Linked DNA regions of Zea mays: regions 2 and 3 are each linked to region 1. The links are chromatin contacts, called in public Hi-C maps. All regions are on one chromosome and are shown on one strand. The core of a region is the stretch at or near the end of the contact, and the rest is flanking DNA. Distances in the headings are between cores, read along the strand shown.

Region 1 (4,353 bases), core at 1,066-3,565:
AGAGGAGCCACACATCGAGGAGTTCGATTCGATCTAGGTGGCGTCTCCCAGTTGACTTTCTGGCGCCAAGGATGGATTTTAAATCCTGTTATATTTATCTTTTATTTTTTTTGTAAGTCTTCCGCTATGTAATAAGTACTCTGATTATTGTGACATTTATCTTTATACACTCTGTTATTATATATGTTGTCTTCTTTGGCGCATGTATGAGATACACCCGGCTTTGTCCCTTAAAGCCCGGGTGTGACAAGGGGCCAATCTAGGGCGGCATCCAACAACCCTCATGGATCGCCCGGTCCATCGTCGCACCAGTCCAGCCGCCCACCTTGATGAGAGTTATGTTCTAAGTGTTGAGACTTCAGAACTTGTGTTGAATACTTATGTTTGTGTTAGAAACTTTCGTCATCCGTCTCGTCATTTCGACTTATGAGACTTATGTTCTTGATACTTATGTTTGTGTTCAGAACTTGGATATTTATGTTTGTGTTGAATATTTATGTCTGTGATGAAATCAGTGATGTATATATGCGATATATGTGATGTATCTTTTGTTTGTCTAGATGGAATAGAAAAAACAAATAAAAAGTGTATACTGGTCACTTTGCCGAGTGTCAGCGCCATAGCACTCGGTAGAGAAGCAATACCTGGGCACCGGTATAGCTTCTTTGCCGAGTGTTGTGGCCCTGGCACTCGTCAAAGAGGCAAGCTTTGCCGAGTACCTCCTAGAGCACTCGGCAAAGATCCTGACAAAGGGACCCGCTGGTGGAGCCTTTGCCGAGTGCAGGTCGGCAGACACTCGGCAAAGTGGTAACTTCTTTTCCGAGTGTATTAGGAGACACTCGGCAAAGGCAGCGTCGTCTTTACCGAGTGTTACCTAGAACACTAGGTAAAGCCGCCGTCTTCGTCACCCGCCTCCGTGACGGCTGCTTTTCTTTGCCGAGTACCGTCTGGCACCCGATAAAAAGTACTCGGTAAAGAAGCCTTTACCGATTTACTGTTCGCCGAGCCCTCTTTGTCGAGTATTGCACTCGGCAAAGTCCTGCCGAGTGTTTTTTAGGATTTATCGAGTGCTTTAGGCACTCGGCAAAACGCCTTGTTCCGGTAGTGTTTGCACTCCTTAACATATAAAGTGTTTGTTTGGAATTACAGTGTGTCCAACAAATTTTAAACTAAGGGGGTGTTTGGTTTCTAGGGACTAATATTTAGTCCCTAGATTTTATTCCATTTTAGTTCCAAAATTGCCAAATATAGAAACTAAAACTTTATTTTAGTTTCTATATTTAGCAATTTATACACTAAAAAGGAATAAAATGAAGGGACTAAACATTAGCCCCTAGAAACCAAACACCCCCTAAAACACCCGCGTACAAATGGCGTTTGAGAAAACAGCGGCGTGCACCGTTGACCGCGCGGGTGCACCGTTGGCGTGTTGTCGTCCTGGAGGGTGGGGGCCTCGCGCCATCGCCAAGTCGCCCATGTGTGTAGCGCTGTCTGCCACTGCCCTGGAAAAAGAAAACAGGAGTAGGTGACGAGTTGTTTCGCCGTTGACATCCACTCCATCAGCCCTTCCGCCCCTCCGAAAATAGCCACATGTATAATAATTTCGTCGTTGTTAACGTATATCTGACATTATATATATATATATATATATATATATATATATATATATATATATATATATATATGGTTATTGTTTTGTATTAAAGTTGACTATGGGTCTGTTTGGTTGGGCTGTGGCTGTGAAAAAAGTTGCTGTGGGCTGTGAGCTGTGGAAAAAGCTGCTGTAGGCTGTAAGCTGTTAAAAAGCTAAAAACCGTTTGGTGGAAACCACTAAAAGTCGTTAAAAATTCTTTGATATATGTTTTCACAGTTCCATCCGAAAAGTCACTAAAAGCAGGTCCAGAGGTGCTTTCAGATTTGCACTACGAGAAAGTTGACTTTTAGAAAAAAGCTGCTTCCTGAATCCAGCCCTTTGGTTGGCTTTTGACTTTTAGGGGGCAAAAGCCAAAGCCAAAAGTCAAACCACGTAGCTTTCTTCTGCGGCTCAATCACTCTCGCTTCCGTGTTCCGTGCCACCACCAAGATTGACGAGTAGCCACCAAGGATCGCCACGGCGCACCCACCCACCCTACCATGTACCTTTTTTTCCTCCTCAGAGCTTGTTTGGGACAAAGGGTAATGGAGGGGATTGAGTGGGCTATAATCCCTCACTATTCAAAATTAAGTAGTAGGGGATTCTAGCCCCCTCAATCCACTTCATTACCTTTGATAACAAGCCCTCAGCGAACTCCCCCTCCCTCCTGACTCCCGTTGCGCGGGCGAGCAGCGGACCATTGATTCGCACACGCATCCTCAGCTCAGGTAGACGCGGACCTCCAAACCAACCCAAGCTAGCGATCCATCTCAGCACCAGCGAGCGAGCTTCCTTGTCCGCCTCTGCGGTTCCCTTCGCTCCTCGACCTCGATCAATCAATCATTCGTGGGCTCGTGGCCCGGCCCCGGCCCTCCTTCGCGCCGCGCCACCTTCCATGCTCGCTCGCTCGCACATGGCCGCTCACCCCTCGCGCACATGACACGGCGTAGGTAGTAGACCGATCAATTCCTCTTTCTTACACGGAATGCTATAAATACAGAGCCGCCGGCCACCGGATGATGATGATGATGAATAGGCCGCAACCGCAGCAAGCCGGCCCGCTGCAGCTCCTCCGTTCGCTAGGACTAGGAGTAGGCGGAGGCGGAGGCGCCCGGCGGGGGGCCATGAAGTCGGCCACGTCGCTCCTGCTCGGCGCCGCGCTCGCCACCGCCTTCTTCCTGCTCTACACCTCCCTCTGCCGCGACCTCGGCAGCGCCGCTGCCGCCGCGCCCAGGTCGGGATCGCCGCCGCCGACGACGCCGCGGCGGGAGCAGGAGACCGGCGACACGGCCGCCGCTCGGCAGGAGGCCGCCACGGGAGAGGGCGGGGAAGAACGTGTGGCTGCGAGCAGCGACGGCGACCACAGAGGCGGCGACGCCACAGCGGAGGAGAATGGTCAGAGCAAGGAGGAGGAGCAGCGGCGGATTGTGATGCCTGCCACGTCAACTACCCACGAGGTAAGTCGTTGATATTTGGCTTCTACTGTCCGGTTGCCATTATGATTTGTTCAACAAAACTCAGCGGTTGGGGTGATTACCCGTCGCTTGTAGAATTTCGTTGTTGTCTAGTAGGTTTTTTTCCCGAAATTAGGTTATTAATAGTTTTTCTGGCTGTTTATTACATTCTGTACTTCGATCGCCTGGTCACTGCGTTGTTTCAAATAAAGTTGTTTTTTTTAATAACACATAATTTCCAAATAATGTTCATACCTAACCTAACATGGCCAGCTGAAGGACGGTACAGTGGTGCATGTCAGAAGAGCGCATACTTTAAGCGCAAATTTTACTTATTGTGCACAATTTTCTAGTTAGTTCTTCTCATTAATTAACTTACAGTTGCTCAGAGATCGAATAATAACAAGTGAACTAGCATCGATCAATCAGCGCGGCTGCTCTTGCCTCACAATTTACTCATCTTGTCTCCGATTATTCATTAGCGTTCCGAGGTAAATCTGATGTTCCCCACCACCCACCAGGCCACCTCCCACCATAGACCGCAGCCGAAGCAGCAGAAGAAGAGCCCACCACCAGCGTCCCAGGATCTGGCGGACCTGCTCCGGCGAGCGGCGACGGCGGACAAGACGGTGCTGATGACGGCGATCAACGAGGCGTGGGCAGCGCCAGGGTCGTTCCTGGACCTGTTCCTGGAGAGCTTCCGCCAGGGCGAGGACACAGCGGGCCTGCCGCGGCACCTGCTGGTCGTGGCCATGGACGGCAGGGCCCTGGAGCGATGCAACGCCGTGCACCCCTTCTGCTACCTGTTCCGCGTCGACGGCATGGACTTCGCCGCCGAGCAGAAGTACATGGAGGGCGACTACCTGGAGATGATGTGGCGCCGGAACCGGTTCCAGCAGAGCGTGCTGGAGCTGGGCTACAGCTTCCTCTTCACGGACGTGGACATCCTGTGGTTCCGGAGCCCGTTCCCGCGCCTGCCCCGCGCCGCGCAGGTCGTCATGTCGGCCGACTTCTTCGTCGGCGACGCCGACTCGCCCAACAACTACCCCAACGGCGGCCTCCTCTACGTCCGCTCCTCGCCCGCCACGGTGGGCTTCTACCGCCACTGGCAGGCGTCGCGCGCGCGGTTCCCGGGCCACCACGAGCAGTACGTCTTCGACAGGATCGTCAAGGAAGGGTACGCCGGCGCCCGGGTGCAGTTCCTGGACACGGCCGTCTTCGGGGGCTTCTGCCAGCACGGCGACGACCTGGGCAGGGTGGCCACCA
Region 2 (4,353 bases), core at 611-3,110, 370 kb before region 1:
TTTGGTTGGACTAGTTTTCTTTTCCTAGCTCCCCTAGAAGTTGGCTTCCCAAAATGAATGTACGCAGTGCCATGTATAGCCTTCCAAAGTATTTGGTAGACTGTCGCTTCAGTGTTCTGTCGGAAGTAATCTATCGCCTTTGGCAGCATGATCTCTTTCAGTTGTTCCAAGGTAATATTATCAGTATCCTCGCAATGTTGTCCCCTCCTGAAGATCGGCGGCGCCACCATAGAACTTGTATCTGCAGGTAGCATGTTTTCCGAAGGACCATGGGGAGTAAAGAGGAATCCAGCTTTCAGCTTCTGATAGTCACGCAGAGAATATTTGCATTCAGACAGTGCGGCCCGTTGCTTGTTGTACTCCGGTAGCGAGATCTGACACTGCATATTTACTTCAATAATTGAATCCAGGGAAGCATCAACTGTGCCTAGGTTACTATACTGAAGCCTATGCTGCTGATCATGCTGCTTGCAACACAATGGATCTGGGCGAAACCATTGAGTGCTAAACCTAAGGAGATTGTCCCAGTGTCTTCTGTGCCATAGATCAACATATGGCACCCATGAAAAGTCCTGTGTACTCAGCTGAGTAAGTTCTTTCTTGATAGTATCAACTGTGGGCTGAAAATGGTGGGGGAACAACTGCAAGCACTTAACTGCGGTCCCAACTATGTCTGTACTTTCTGAAAGCTGCAGTATTACACTAAAGAAAAACTCATCCTCCAGCGTATTTCTGTCTTTCTTGATAAATACCAGGCACGCTTCTATTCCGTGCTCTTCCGTAACAAAGGGCACCAACCATAGTAGAAGCGATGGGTACTCGTTTCCGTGAACAATTTTATGTTGTAGTTCCTTGCCTGCAAAAAGGTGCTTGGCAAAAGAGTTGAATGGCATGTGACAGCAAGGTGTGCCACCAAGCTCTATGAATCTCAGAAGCTCACTAGCACTGTCTGCAAACCACTCAAATCTTCTAACAGCAGATCTGCTGGACTCAAAGCTGTTGCGGCCAAAGCCAGAGAAAATAAAGGATTTGGTAGCATGTGCTATTCGTCTTGGAAAGTAGGAATTCCTAACCTCCTGTTCCATCTGCTCATCTTCGAGGATCATCTTCTTGTATTTGTATAGCGTGTCATCACACTCTTTAGCAGCTCGCTTCAGCTTCTTGCGCCAACGCAGCAATGACAAATCAGTGACGTGCCACTTGCTGCATGTTTCAAGAGCTGCCTCCAGCTTGATATGCGCCATCTCAAGCCTCTCCAAGTTATCATTTGGATTTGAGTCTTCTTTGCCCTCGTAGCTGTGAACCAGACCGGATAGAATTTGGCTAACTGTCTCCTGGACAACCATAGAACTGACCATCTCGGTCATTAGGATCCAATAAGTATTTGTAGCATCCCTTCCCTGTTCAGAAAAAAAAACACAATTGTACATGAGGAGACTAAACATATGGACAAAATCTTGGACAGAATCAAAAGTGTTCCACTGAGGTGAGGAACAATGGATCACCAGAAAATATTTAGCTTACTAGCTGTAAAGGAGCAAGGACCTACCCTCAACTGAAGTGCAAGGAAGTGATGAGTAGTTCTCACAAGTGTATATAAAGACATTCTTGAGGGAAATGTGAATGTGATGCCCAACAACGGGGGTCTGGTAGTGACCGGTGCACATGAGTTGGTGTGTGAAAGAAAAATACTGATGAGTGACTGTGTTTCTGACCTAATTAATGCCGAAATGAACATCCTTTTCGACTTAACAATATGAGAATCTGCCAGGTGGCACGTGAAAAAAAAAACAAATGAGGGCTGCAGTGATATTTGACAATGACCAGACAACAAAGCAAAAAGACAAATCGAGCGCTTGTACTTTTGTGCACGGATGGAAAAGGAATTCAGCAAAGGCATGAAACTATACAGAGGGTAGCTTTTGGTCATGTTGAACACCGGATCTTAGAAGAAGACCAGAGCACGGGATAAAAAGCTTCTAGAACTCCCTGTACACGCGGCAAAGGCACCAATCACTAGGATGAGCCTGCCTGGGTGGTCACTGGTCAGCAGAGCACAGCGCGTGGACGCCAGAGAGGAAACGGCTGCTGTTTATGTTTTTGGGGTTGGAGAGACTAGACCACTGCCGTGCAAACAGCAGGTCCCGTGGAGAACAGTCAAACAGCAGGTGCAGAGGCAAACAAAAGCCAGAAAGCATCAGAAGACCCCAGCCATGCACGGGGAGACTGCAGTTTCAACTTCTTCCTGAAATCATCAGGCAGACACAGAGGTCTATCAAATGGACAAACCTCAAGTCAAATAAAGTTGGCAGCAGATGCAATGACCAGCCACAGAGATCAACTATAGACCACTTAAAATAAAATTCACACAGAAATCAACTCCACACCTCTTTAAAACACATCACAGTTGCTTTGTTCCTCGAACACCCCATTTCCAGTCTCGTGTCCCCTTGTCCATGCACGCTACATGCTTTTAGAATATAATAGGATACATGCACCGAGTACAAAAAAAAGAAAAGGTTAGTGTGAGAACCAACAGCGGGCGAAAGCTGTCTTCAGCAGTCGCATCGCACCCCAATCTAACCCTCTATTTTAAACTCCACACTATAAATAGTACCATTTATAGTACGAAATAGTGTTTTGCACGGTCATATGTATGTTCGGTCCAGCATCACCTAATAAGAAACTTTGAGAATATTTTAGGGGGTGTTTGAATGCACTAAAACTAATATTTAGTGGATTAAATTAGTTGAGACATCCAAACATCCTACCTAATAGTTCAGCTATTAGCTATTTTTAATAAATTAGTTAATAGTTAGGTAGTTATTTGTTAGCCAGCTAATTTTACTAATAATTTTTAGCTAACTAACTATTAGTTCTAGTGCATTAAAACACCTCTTTAAAAGGCCTTGGCCTCGTAGAAGCAACTTGGAGATATTTTTTAGGCAACTTGGAAATCTTTTTTAGGCGTCTTGGTTAGCAGTAGACAATGAGCATGGAAATTCTTTTTGTGAATTTAGCTAGCAGTGGTGCTTTCTAGTCTAGTCTAGTAGACGAAACTAGGGGCAGATGGGCAGATCCAGGACCGGGGCTGGGCCCAGCATCTTTAGCAACAGGCATCATGTCTGTGACTCTGTGGCCACAGGAAAAGAATCCATCCACACATAGCAGTACACAAGGAACTTGGAAAACTCGTGGTTGCTTCACACTGGAAACTTCTAGTAGATGAAGCCAATATACGAGTCTTTGTCAGTTCGTTTTCATGCCACGCTAATCTGATGACCGATGACTGATCGACTAACTAGCATTTTCTCTTATTTTCCCCTTAATTGCTTGATGCTGTGTAAATTACTACATTTGGTTCAACGAACTACTGTCAGTCAGAGTGTCAGTGAAAAGGAGTGTGTTTAATACACAGAATTGCAACAGAAGGAAAGGGGCGCGCCTGTATAAAATGGATCAGAAATACGCCGAACAATATCAAAGTGCCATCTAACTGAAAGAAGATCATAGTGTTCATTATTTGTGCTTTACTGTTCCTCGTAGGCTAGTTCGATCGCAGCACAGTCCCTTACTCTGCTCCTGCGGCAATCGGAACGGAACAAGTTGTGGACTGTGAGTGGAGGAATTTGGCAAAATAGGTCGCTGTAAGTTGCCGCTCTGCGAAATACACCGCCTCTCGTTGAACTCGTAAAAATGGGTCATTTAGGGTTGCGCGTTCGTCAAAACAGGTCACAAGTAGATTGGCGCGATGCGTCGTGCCTACTATGCCCTTACGGCCTCGTGACGCCGTCTCCATTTCAGACTCTTCCTCCTCTGTCTTCTCTGGAGGTGTCTCTGTGTCCGCGGTGGCCGTCGGAGCCGAACTGGCCGGTGACGGAGACGACTACCCCCACTCCTCTGCAGGTGATCTTCCCCCTTCCCTCTTCCCCTGTCCGCTGCCCTATCCCCTACCCTCTGTAACCTTTACGTACCCAGGCGGATGTGCGGCGGCCGGCTTTGAGTGGGTTCATCCAGGGGGTCGTGCAAGCCATTGGAGGAGAACTGTGACGACGTCTGCCACTCCCCTTTGCAGGTAACTTTTGCCCACCCCTTTGTCGCGGCGTCACGGTGCTCAATCATGGTCGTAAGGCTTGCAAGTTCTATCGCCGCCGTGGCAACACCATATATTCAAAATATGTTTGATCATTATGTGTAATAATTTGTGCTAACACTAGACATAGGTGGTGACAATTTCGTGCTCGCATCATGGATGGTAATGATGATGACACCATGTCTATTGATTGGAGTAGCTTTATTATTGAGAATGCTGAAAATAAGGATAATGGGGAGACGGGTGATATGTTTAGAATC
Region 3 (4,353 bases), core at 476-2,975, 320 kb after region 1:
CACTAATCCACCCCACAAGTTCTTCATTTTGAATGCTTCACTTGTTGATTCGCTGCTCGTGGCTTCCTTCCCTTTCCCCTTCGTCTTTGTCTTTCGCGCAGCCGCCTTTGCCCTATCACGCCCCACTGGTCGGGGCACTTCCTCCTCGGTGTCTTCAGTGCCTCCAGAACTATATTCACCAGAGACTCCGAGTCGGGTTCTCTTATTCGCAGTCGAATCAGATCCACTACCAAGACCATGCTTTGCTGACCACTTGGGCTCGTAGCGAACAACTTGCCACCAATGATGGCGCTTAAATGGATGCCCCATTTTACCCTCGAACCTCGCCATTGCTGCATCCATGACCATTGCATCGTCAGCTCCGCTCTGACGCAACCTTTCTTCTTGGAGGTAGAATCCATTGAACTTGGTCACCTCCCGGTTGTAGGTGACCCAATGATCTTTAAGTTGATTGGCGGTTCGATGACGGATAGGGTCGGAGGTGGAGTTATATGTTGCCGCTATTTGGCCCCAGAAACTTGATCCACTCTTATTGTTGCCGGAGATGGGATCATTAGAATGCATAAACCAAGCATTAACCTACAATAAAACCTATAATATAAGTAAACTAAAAAAATCAAGATTAAATAAATGAGAAACGATTCACTCACCAGCTTTTCCTCGTCTTCCTTCGTCCACTCTAGCCTCTTTGGACGCTTTTCCTTCGGCACGGGATTTTCCTCAGCTTGGTTTCCAGATCCAACAGATAAAGGTGCAACTGGAGGAGGTGCTCCATACGTAGGTGGAGCATATGGATGAGGTGCTCCATACGGAGGTGGAGCATATGGAGCATAAGGAGGTACTCCATACGGAGGTGGAGCATATGGAGGAGGGGCGTATGGAGGTATCTGGAAAGAAGCTTGACTTCCGTCCGCAGCAGGTGGGGGAGGGGCATACGGACGTACCGGGAATGAAGCTTGAATTCCGGCTTGGGAAGTTGGAGGTTGACCATATGAAGACGGTGGATATTGATACAAATGATAGGGATAAGGGTATGGTGGTGGACGCGCAGCCGGAAATAGTGCACGGGGGAGTGAGGCTGAAACATCGGAGCGACGATGTAGTGAAGAAGACTCATCTAATGGAAGGGTTGTAGGTGACCCATCGGACTGCAAGAGATCCGTGAAGGTGTTCAAATCTGGGGACCAACCCGACATTGTGTGAAGAAAGGGGAGTTTGGAAGAGAAAAATGAGATGGAATGGTGTGTGGAATGAGCTCCACCCGGGTAGGGGTATATATAGATGGATTGGGGATGAAATTTGTGATTTTTTGCAATTTTTTTCGAATTTTTTGGACTCCAAACGGTCAAAAACGGCTAGTTGCAACGGCTAGCACACGTGGACCAATCAGAAGCCGCCACCTCACTGTCGCCCCTCGCTCTCGCCCGCGAAGACGCCATCGCCAACGCGTCACCCCGCTCTCGCCTGCCTATCGCCTCCCTCTCGCCCGGCGTGCGCTCCAGTGCAGGCGAGAGCGGGGCGATATCGCCCGCTCTCGCCGGGCGGTGGCAGTAGCGCCCGCCGAGTCGCTCTCGCCTGCCTCCAGCCCCGCTCTCGCCTCCTGCTGGGCGCTATCGCCCTCACTATAGCCTGCATTGGCACAAGCCTAACATGGACTGCTAAAAAACCTTTGACAGCCTGGCGGCAAAACCCTCCCCAATACCCATTTCTCGCAAATCCCCGCCACCCCCATTTCCACCGCCAGATTCGGTGCCGTCAGGATCGATTTCTTGTGCATCTTGGAGCATCTACAAGGGGTGGGCGACTCAGCAAAATCTGCTGGCATCTCCTCTCTTTTCTTGCATCGAATTTTGTAATTGCCGACTGAACCGTGCAGAGAAGTCTTGACAAGCGCATGGGCGGAGGTGGAAATGGGGAATCGTGCGATCTCCTCCAAGTCCTTTTTGGTAGGGGGCCTTTGCTTCATAAACAGTATTGCCAGCGGATCGAACGCCAGATGCATTTAGGAGCTTGGTTAATGGATAATGTTTGTTCATTGAGTTTAAGTTTTCACATCTGAGATTGGACTATGCGGATAGAGGGGCTCAAGGAATGCATATCTATTTGTTTACCGGGGTATACAAGCATGCAGTACTTTAGACATCTAAGAGTTGTTACAGCAAATGCACTACGATATCATACATCTGATCTACAGTAGAGTTCTCTATTCAGCAGTTGGATTTAGATTTATGGTATACAATGTAGGCTTGGTTGTCCTTATGCCTCATTTGCTTGACGTGCCTTTTACAATTCCAGAGGGGGCCTTGGCTGGAGGAGCTGCTGGTGTTGTTGTTGAAACAGCTTTATATCCTATTGATACAATAAAGACCAGGCTTCAGGTAAGCTGATTTTACATTTGAATGCAGCACCCCGTTTGTCTAGCTTATCATGCAACCATCATTCTCCAAGTTGTTCATTCTCGGATGCATGGTAATACACTTATGTTTAACACTTACTGATTCATGGCCCTGACTGATGCCATCCTTAGTAAATTTATACCAATGTGTCTCTGCAATCTCTTTCGCTACCAAGTCTCCTGGATGTGCTTGTGGTGCCTACAAGGCTCATGTGTTTTTGTAGTGGGACAGCTTGTATCAGTTTTATTTACTTGCCCATTGCCGAGGAATCAAATTCCTGGAGCAACACAGAAGTTCATACAAGTTCATACATCAACTTTATGAGATTTCTTTTTCTCATTTTTTATATAGGCTGCACAAGGCGGAAGTAAAATTCAATGGAAAGGCATGTATGATGGGTTAGCTGGAAATATTGTCGGTGTTCTTCCGTGAGTATTAGTATTACAGTGAAGACTGAAGAAGTTTTATGCTAGCCTATAGGATGCTATCATGCTGTTAGCAATACAAGCAGAAGGAACCTGGATGTGTCACTTATCTTTTAATGTATTGAAGTATTGCATATTCTTAGCTATTTTCCCCTGATGTTTTTACTGTAGTTACTTATATTATTGTGGTTTTATTCTTTCCATACTGTATTGAGGTGTTACTAGTCCATGATCTGATTCCTGGTTGCATTCATAACATATATTTGCTATATTTGTATCGAGAATCTTGTTAGACTCCTGTTTAAGGTTAGACTTAGCCCCTCTTGTACTTACCAAACTACCTCTATGTAATGGGCTTAGTCCAGCTATCTGATCTATATATTTTACTCCTAACCCTGATTAGGGTTAGAGTTTCCCACATGGAGCATGCCACCGCAGGCGCTGGCGCGAGAGCTAGTGCCGCCCTGCAAGCTGCCACCGCCTCGACGCGGGCGGCCACATCCCCGTCGCCGGCCTGCACGCCGCCACAGGCTCGAGTGTGGGTCTTCCCGCTGTCGCCGACACCACCTTGGGCGCAGGCGGCCTCGTCCTTGCCCTCCTCCCCGGTGCTTTCTCCTCCGTGTATCGCGCAACTGTCACTGCCCCTGCTCGCAGCGAGCTCGACGGGGATGAAACCCTCTTCATCATCGGTCTTCGACCCCTCACTGGAGCTCCCCTTGCCGACACCGTCCACACTGGCGCCGACGCCCTCGCTGCTGCGCCAGGTCACCTCCTTCAGCACGCCCGACGTTCCCCTCCTGGCTTCATCGCCCACCGTCATCCCCTCACTGAACCCGCGTGGGTTGACCTCATCACGTCCTCGTCAGCTTCTCTGCCCGCTTCCTCCTCACTGGTTGTAGCCCTCGCCACCATCCAGGCTGTCGTGGCCGCCTCTCAGGAGCACGAGCCTGCTGCGTTCCTCGCCTGGGAGCACGAGCGCGTGGGCACCGCCTTGGGCACGGGCGGCCTCGTCCTTGCCCTCCTCCCCGGTGCTTTCTCCTCCGCATCCCGCGCCACTGTCACTGCCCCTGCACGCAGCAAGGTTGCCGGGGATGGGGCCCTCTTCATCACCGGTCTTCGGCCCCTCACCGAAGCTCCCCTTGCTGACACCGTCCACACTAGCACCAGCACCCTCGCTACTGCGCCGGGTCACCTCCTTCAGCACGCTCGATGTTCCCCTATTGGCTTCACTGCCCACCGACATCCCCTCGTTGAACCCGCGTAGGTTGACCTCGTCGCGTCCTTGTCAGCTTCTCCACCCGCTTCCTCCGCACTGGTTGTAGCCCTCGCCACCATCCAGGCTGTTGTGGCTGCCTCTCAGGAGCGCGAGCGTGCTGCGTCCCTCGCCTAGGAGCACGAGCGCGCTTTGGGTGCCGCCTTGACCTCTTAGATGGCCACTGCTCAGTGTCTCCTCCTCGGTCACAGCGCTACGCCCGACCTGGTGTCCCCTGAGCCTCCTCACACCTCTAGACTCGACACCAACCGCCGGTGTT

Evidence for each region. Hi-C and Micro-C count contacts between places; a contact is called where the count stands out from the background.
Region 2: a Hi-C map of bundle sheath shows a contact between it and region 1, with 3 times the contacts expected there. The contact joins the promoter of LOC103649859 here to the promoter of LOC100284496 in region 1. A contact is called at or near these places in 5 of 25 Hi-C or Micro-C datasets (bundle sheath, ear, endosperm and 2 more).
Region 3: a contact with region 1 is called in a Hi-C map of tassel, with 4 times the contacts expected there. The contact joins the promoter of LOC100381476 here to the promoter of LOC100284496 in region 1. A contact is called at or near these places in 4 of 25 Hi-C or Micro-C datasets (ear, endosperm, leaf and 1 more).

What each region holds. Positions count from the first base shown.
Region 1 is chr7:32,711,183-32,715,535 of Zm-B73-REFERENCE-NAM-5.0, forward strand. LOC100284496 reads left to right here and starts at 2,316. Exons shown (of 2, transcript NM_001157391.2): 1 at 2,316-3,090; 2 at 3,609-4,353. The coding sequence starts at 2,650.
Region 2 is chr7:32,346,351-32,350,703 of Zm-B73-REFERENCE-NAM-5.0, forward strand. It overlaps LOC103649859, which reads right to left and starts at 1,861. Exons shown (of 2, transcript XM_020541622.3): 1 at 1,550-1,861; 2 at 1-1,400. The coding sequence starts at 1,738.
Region 3 is chr7:33,036,363-33,040,715 of Zm-B73-REFERENCE-NAM-5.0, forward strand. It overlaps LOC100381476 (S-adenosylmethionine carrier 1 chloroplastic/mitochondrial), which reads left to right and starts at 1,726. Exons shown (of 11, transcript NM_001174312.1): 1 at 1,726-1,946; 2 at 2,296-2,378; 3 at 2,748-2,824. The coding sequence starts at 1,895.